2 separate regions of the Mus musculus genome follow, and region 1 is linked to region 2. A link is a contact called in public Hi-C data. All regions are on one chromosome and are shown on one strand. Each heading gives the region's core, a stretch centred on a gene start, on an enhancer-like site or on the middle of the called end of the contact. The rest is flanking DNA. Distances are from core to core; before and after follow the strand shown.

Region 1 (2,831 bases), core at 7-2,506, 56 kb before region 2:
TGGTGAGTGGTCTTGGTTCCTGTTAGTAAGATTCCTCCGTTTACCTTTCGCCATCTGGTAATCTCTGGAGTTAGTAGTTATAGTTGACTCTGTTTAGAGATTGTTCTTCTGGTGATTCTGTTACCGTCTATCAGCAGACCTGGGAGACAGATTCTCTCCTCTGAGTTTCAGTGCTCAGAGCACTCTCTGCTGGCAAGCTCTCTTACAGGGAAGGTGCGCAGATATCTTGTATTTGGACCTCCTCCTGGCCGAAGAAGAAGGCCCAAAACAGGACCTTTCTCAGACACTGTGTTGCTTTGGCAGTTCCCAGGTGGTACAGACTCTCACCTAAGCAGACTAAATTCCTAAGTTCCTTGGAGTCCCGGGACCAAGATGGCGACCGCTGCTGCTGTGGCTTAGGCCGCCTCCCCAGCCGGGTGGGCACCTGTCCTCCGGTCCGGAAGGTGGCCGGCTGTCCCCGGCCCACACAGGGTGCTGCCTCAGCGCCTCTGTGCTTCTGCCTGTTCCAGAAGCTGTCAGGTTCTCTGGCGCACCCTCTCACCTGTTCAGACTAATTTCCTAAGTTCGGCGGGTCTCGGACCAAGATGGCGACCGCTGCTGCTGTGGCTTAGGCCGCCTCCCCAGCCGGGCGGGCACCTGTCCTCCAGTCCGGACGGTGGCTGGCTGTCCCCGGCCCACAAAGGGTGCTGCCTCAGCGCCTCTGTGCTTCCGCCTGTTCCAGAAGCTGTCAGGTTCTCTGGCGCACCCTCTCACCTGTTCAGACTAATTTCCTAAGTTCGGCGGGTCCCGGACCAAGATGGCGACCGCTGCTGCTGTGGCTTAGGTCGCCTCCCCAGCCGGGCGGGCACCTGTCCTCCGGTCCGGAAGGTGGCCGGCTGTCCCCGGCCCACACAGGGTGCTGCCTCAGCCCCTCTGTGCTTCTGCCTGTTCCAGAAGCTGTCAGGTTCTCTGGCGCACCCTCTCACCTGTTCAGACTAATTTCCTAAGTTCGGCGGGTCTCGGACCAAGATGGCGACCGCTGCTGCTGTACAGAGGGATTTTTATCTGCAACCATAAAACCTCAAATTGCATCTCCTATTTTTGTTTTAGGATTTGGAGCCAAACTATGTTAGAGACCAAGAAAAATGAGCAACCATTTTAACATCTGAAGGTAAAATCTTCATAATTACAGGGAACTGTTCTTAATGAGTCCAGGGTCACTTTCCCTCCATACCTTCCCTGATCATTGCTGGAGGTGCTCTTGTCTGTTAAGAAGGAGGGTCTGTCAAGCTAGAACTGACGGCAACTTGGTTTCCACTGTGTTTGACTCGCAACAGGAGTCGATGGTTGATCCTTTTTCCATTTCATTTGTGAGAAGCTTCCCTTTGTCACTAGCAAGCCTTTGGATGGCTTTCCTCTTCTGAGTACAATCTGCAGGTGGGGTACTGAAGTGCGCAACAGGCTTGAGGAGCGTTCTCCCAACAAGAATTACCCACACCACATCCTCTGGGGCTGAACAGAAGCTCAAGGCTGTCAAAGATCAAATCCGGAGGTACCTGGGCCTACCAAAGAGTTCAGGGAACCACATGAGAGGACTAAGCAAACTAATGGATGGTATAAAAATGCTTCCGTCCTGCTAAACCTAAGCCTGATTCCTCTGGTCAGACTGCAAGTGTGAGCAGGTCCCTTTTCGCAGCAGGTTTTTAGAAAGAGTAAGAATTAAAATGAGCCTAAAGGACCTGTCCCCAGGAGAGGAGCTATGCAATTCTGAGAAGTATCACTCACCTCCATCTCTGCAAAGAAAAAAAAAAAACAATACTCAGGGTTCACTAGTGTGTATCCTGAGAAGAGGGAACCAGTGACAGTGGAGCCCATGCTTGCTGTGAAATAGCTATGGGCTCCGTCAAGAGAAAATGTGGAATCCACCTGTTGTCTCTATACTCATGCCTAATATTTGAGACAAGGGCTTTCCAGGCAGCAAGTCCCAGCATTATGGCAGTGGGGCCAGTCCTTCAGGTGGCATTTGGTTGATTGGTTGATTGATTGATTGATTGATCTTTCTCTTTGTTTCTTTGTTTGTTTGTTACAGGTGTGGAATAACAGCCACGTAGTAAGTCACACAACTATGAAACATAACAGGCAACATATTTATAGACATATGACATTTGAGATATTCAAGTAGGTTCCCTGATGCTGCTCCTAGTCACTAGCCCTAAAAATGGAGGCACTGTACTAATGCCCCATGAAAGATAACTTTGCTTATTCTTCAATCTGTATTTAAGCATGCATGTGCACACACACACACACACACACACATACAATATACACACACACAAAGAGAGAGAGAGAAAGAGGGATTCTCATATACATTTAAGTTAGAGAAATACTTATCAGAAAGTTCTGAACAGAAGGCGATATAAAGCCTTTGATTCAGGCCTTTTAAATATATATGTATATGATATATGTGTGTGTATATACACACACATCTACAATGTAATGATCATGAATCAGTACTTTTCAACTTCATTGTGAAACCTCAGAAAGAAAATGAAATACAGCTTTGTGTTTACACAAATCTGGATGGAGAATGTCAGCGAGCTCAGCTGAAGCCAGGCACTTAGAAGTCCCTGTTATAAATAGACTGTGATACTCCCTGTACCTTCATTTGCATGGACAAGAAAAATCATACTCAAGTCATTTTTTTCTGTCATCTGTGATATATATTTTCCTTACAAATTTAAAGTCTGTCATATTTACCCTCATGTGTAAACTTTATGGTTCACTGTCCTACGTCAACACTGAATGTGTGTTTATGCCCTATTAGCATATAAGCCAATATGGCTTCAGATATT
Region 2 (2,898 bases), core at 258-2,757:
CGCTGAGGTTGAGCGCCTCCAGGTCGGCGAGCGGCGGCTGGCGGGCGAAGGCGCCCGCCGGGAGCACGGTCATCTGGTTGCCGGTAAGGAAAAGGTTGCGCACGTAAGGCGGTAGATCCGCCGGCACCTCCAGCAGGTTGCGGTTCACGCACTTAACCGTGCGCGCCGCCTCGGAGCACTCGCACGCCGCGGGGCATCTCTCGGCTGGCGGAGGCTGCGCAGACCCCGAGGCCAGGAAGGCTGCCGGGGAGGTGGAAGACGAGGGTACCGAAGAGCTGGGGGCCGACGCGGAGACCCAACCCAGCAGCACTAGCGCCAGCCTTGCCAACCTCAGCCGTCCGTCCCCGGCGGAGGGGCCCCGGGAGCCCGCCCCAGGCATCGCGGCTCGCGGTTCCCCGGAGCTGGGACAGCGCCCGCTCCGAAGACTCGACCGCCTGGGCCCGGCGGGCGCGAGCCGGCCGCAAGCGTCGACGGCAAACTTTCCTCGCGTGGGAGCAGAGGAGGGGACGCCAAAAGCTGGAACTTGGCTAACCCCGAGCCACCGGGCGTCCCCCTCCCGGAGCGGCACCCCGCCCTTCCCTCCAGTGAGTACGCACGGCGGGTCGGGACACGGGCCTTGGCGCTCCTCCTCCCGCCGCAGCTGGGGTGGGTGGCACCTCCTCAACTCCTTTGTTGGCGCCTCTCTCAGGGCAGGATCGGATGAGCGACCTGGGACAAGCGGGAGAGAAGCGTGAGGAGGAGTGACGGCCGCAGCTCCCCGAGTACGAACCAAGTAGTCCCCACACTAGCAACCCGGCCCAAGCTTCTGTGTGCGTCCTTCCTCCCTAGTGGGACGCGGTCCCCACTCCCAGGCGCTAAGCCTACCTCTTCCGGGCCCACACCATCAGGACCCGGGCCACCTCCCGCCTGGCTCCTGCCCGGATTGCCCTCCTCCCGCCTAGAACTTCACGCAGACCCCGCGGTGTCCAGCGAGCAAACTTCTCCTTTTTCCGGATCCCAGCTCCTACCGCCCCGGCCGACCACCTGCCTTCCGGGGTCCCCGCCCCCGCCGCTCCTCCCCCTCCCACCTTGGGATGAGAGCGAAGTTTCGGGTTACGGGACTCTTAAGAGCTTTTTTTTTTTTTTGGTACCTCCTTGGATTAGTGTGAAAAGGGGAGCAGAGCCGTACAGCTGTCGCCTACTCTCGACTCCCCAGTTCCTGGCCACCCAGCTCCCCGATCCCGAGAGGATCCAGACATCTCCAGAAAAACGGAGGGAACCCGCCAACAAAGCGGCCGTGGGACCGTGGGCGGTGTGGCAGCCAGGACCCCCCCCCCCCCGGCTCTCTTCACGCCCTAGTATAGAAAGGAACCCTGGTCCCGCCTCCAGGCTCCAAACCTGGCCGCTCGGTCCCCACTGCTCACCTCCGCACCCCGCGCCTGCAAAGCCAACTCCGAGGGCCACCCGAGTCCACGCGCCTTCCCAGCTCCTGCTGCGGGCGCCGACTCTCCTCTCAACCCCAGCCCCTGGCCCAACCTCCACGGCTGGGAAAAACCAAGCCGGGGGGCGGGGGAGGGCCAGGGCTGCAGGAGAGATCGCCGCCGCGCTGGCCACCTCTGCTGCCCCAGGTAGGGGCTTCAGGGAGGGATACGAGGGGCAACCTAGGCTGGGCGACTCCCCTAGGCGGAGATAAATGAGCAACGCATCCCGAGAAGGTGAGGGATTCCCCTTCTGTTCCCCCTCCCCGGCATCCTTTGGTGGTTCCGTATTTTGCATAGCGTATTTACCTCGGACAGAAACAAAACCGCTGGTGGACCTCTTGGAATTCACGCTGCTTCTGGCACCGCTGGCAGTGAGGAGAGGGATTTAAGCGTGAGCAAAGCAGCAGTAGAAGAAGGAGCTGCACAGGTTACATCCGCCGCGGCAAACGCCTGGGTTGTGAGGGAGATTCAGAAAGTCTCCTCTCTCGTGGCTCGGTTTGGCTGGCAACTTCAGTTTATGAGGTAGTTAGTTAATGCCTTCCTACCTGTGCCGCCCCCGCACGTCTAGGGTAGTTATCAAACTTGTAAAGACAGTCAACTTTAAAGTGGGGGAGGGTTACTGGAAAGGACACTCATTCTTGATTCATTATGGGTGGTTTTTTCCCCCCTCCTCTCAAAATTAAAACCAGAGGGAAGAAAATTGCAGCTAAAACACCCCAGAAACAAAAGCAAATTGCAAAGACGTGAGTCACCCGGAAAGCTCCCTACACCAGATGCGGTGCGTTGTGTCAGCACAAGTCACTTACGCAGGGAGCGCTCGCGGCGGGAGGTGGGCGGGCTGACCTGGGAAAGAAGTTTGTCCCAAAGTCTGTCTCCCAGGGGGCGCTGGCAGGCGCCGGATGATGGATTAGGGAAACGACTGGAATGCTTATAGGACCAATGTCATTAAGTCTGGAGAGAGTTGGAGTCCCGAACGCCCTCTCATTGCTCTCTCAAAAAGTCTTATCTGCTTTTCCTCAGTCAAATTTTCCCCAAGTTAAAAGGTGTGGGTGATTACAGACTATTTCATTTTAGAGAGAGAAACGATAGGAGAGATAAGGCTGGGAAAAAGAAGACCCAGTATAATAAAAGTATCAAGTTAAGGAAGCCGGGGATTGTTCCCCACAACATGCATCATGACTGTGGCGGTCCAATTCTGAGTCTATGGCTGTTTCTTTCTGTGGAAAGATAGTCCACAGAAACACCAGCCAAAATGGCCCAGGAAAAAAAGCTGCAGAGCCTGGAGACTGCAGAGATTTGTGCAAAAAGACAGTTTCATTAATTTGCATCTTCAGCACATTTATCTAAATCCCTTTCTCTTATTTTTAAAAGTGTTTTGCAGTATAAATGTGAAAAGCTTTGAGGGGAAAAAAAAACCGACTCAGAAGCTGAAGTCATA

Evidence for each region. A called contact is a pair of places that touch in the nucleus more often than the background predicts.
Region 1: a contact with region 2 is called in a Hi-C map of embryonic stem cells, with 2.3 times the contacts expected there. The contact joins the enhancer-like site here to the promoter of Tpbg in region 2. A contact is called at or near these places in 4 of 484 Hi-C or Micro-C datasets (cortical neurons, embryonic stem cells and nephron progenitors), 3 of 115 datasets of contacts at active chromatin or transcription factors (all in embryonic stem cells) and 2 of 9 other capture datasets (adipose tissue and pancreatic islet).

What each region holds. Positions count from the first base shown.
Region 1 is chr9:85,897,071-85,899,901 of GRCm38.p6, reverse strand. No RefSeq gene overlaps it. Among named protein-coding and RNA genes, the nearest start is that of Tpbg, 56 kb to the right of the region's middle. Within about 2 kb of position 1,256, at least 4 of the 459 cell types and tissues checked have an H3K27ac peak or open chromatin away from gene starts, as enhancers often do. A contact at or near this core is called in embryonic stem cells, where this site is marked.
Region 2 is chr9:85,841,461-85,844,358 of GRCm38.p6, reverse strand. Tpbg (trophoblast glycoprotein) reads right to left here and starts at 1,507. Exons shown (of 2, transcript NM_001164792.1): 1 at 1,404-1,507; 2 at 1-708. The coding sequence starts at 379. LOC115487186 (a long non-coding RNA gene) reads left to right here and starts at 679. Exons shown (of 2, transcript XR_003948199.1): 1 at 679-761; 2 at 1,144-2,898.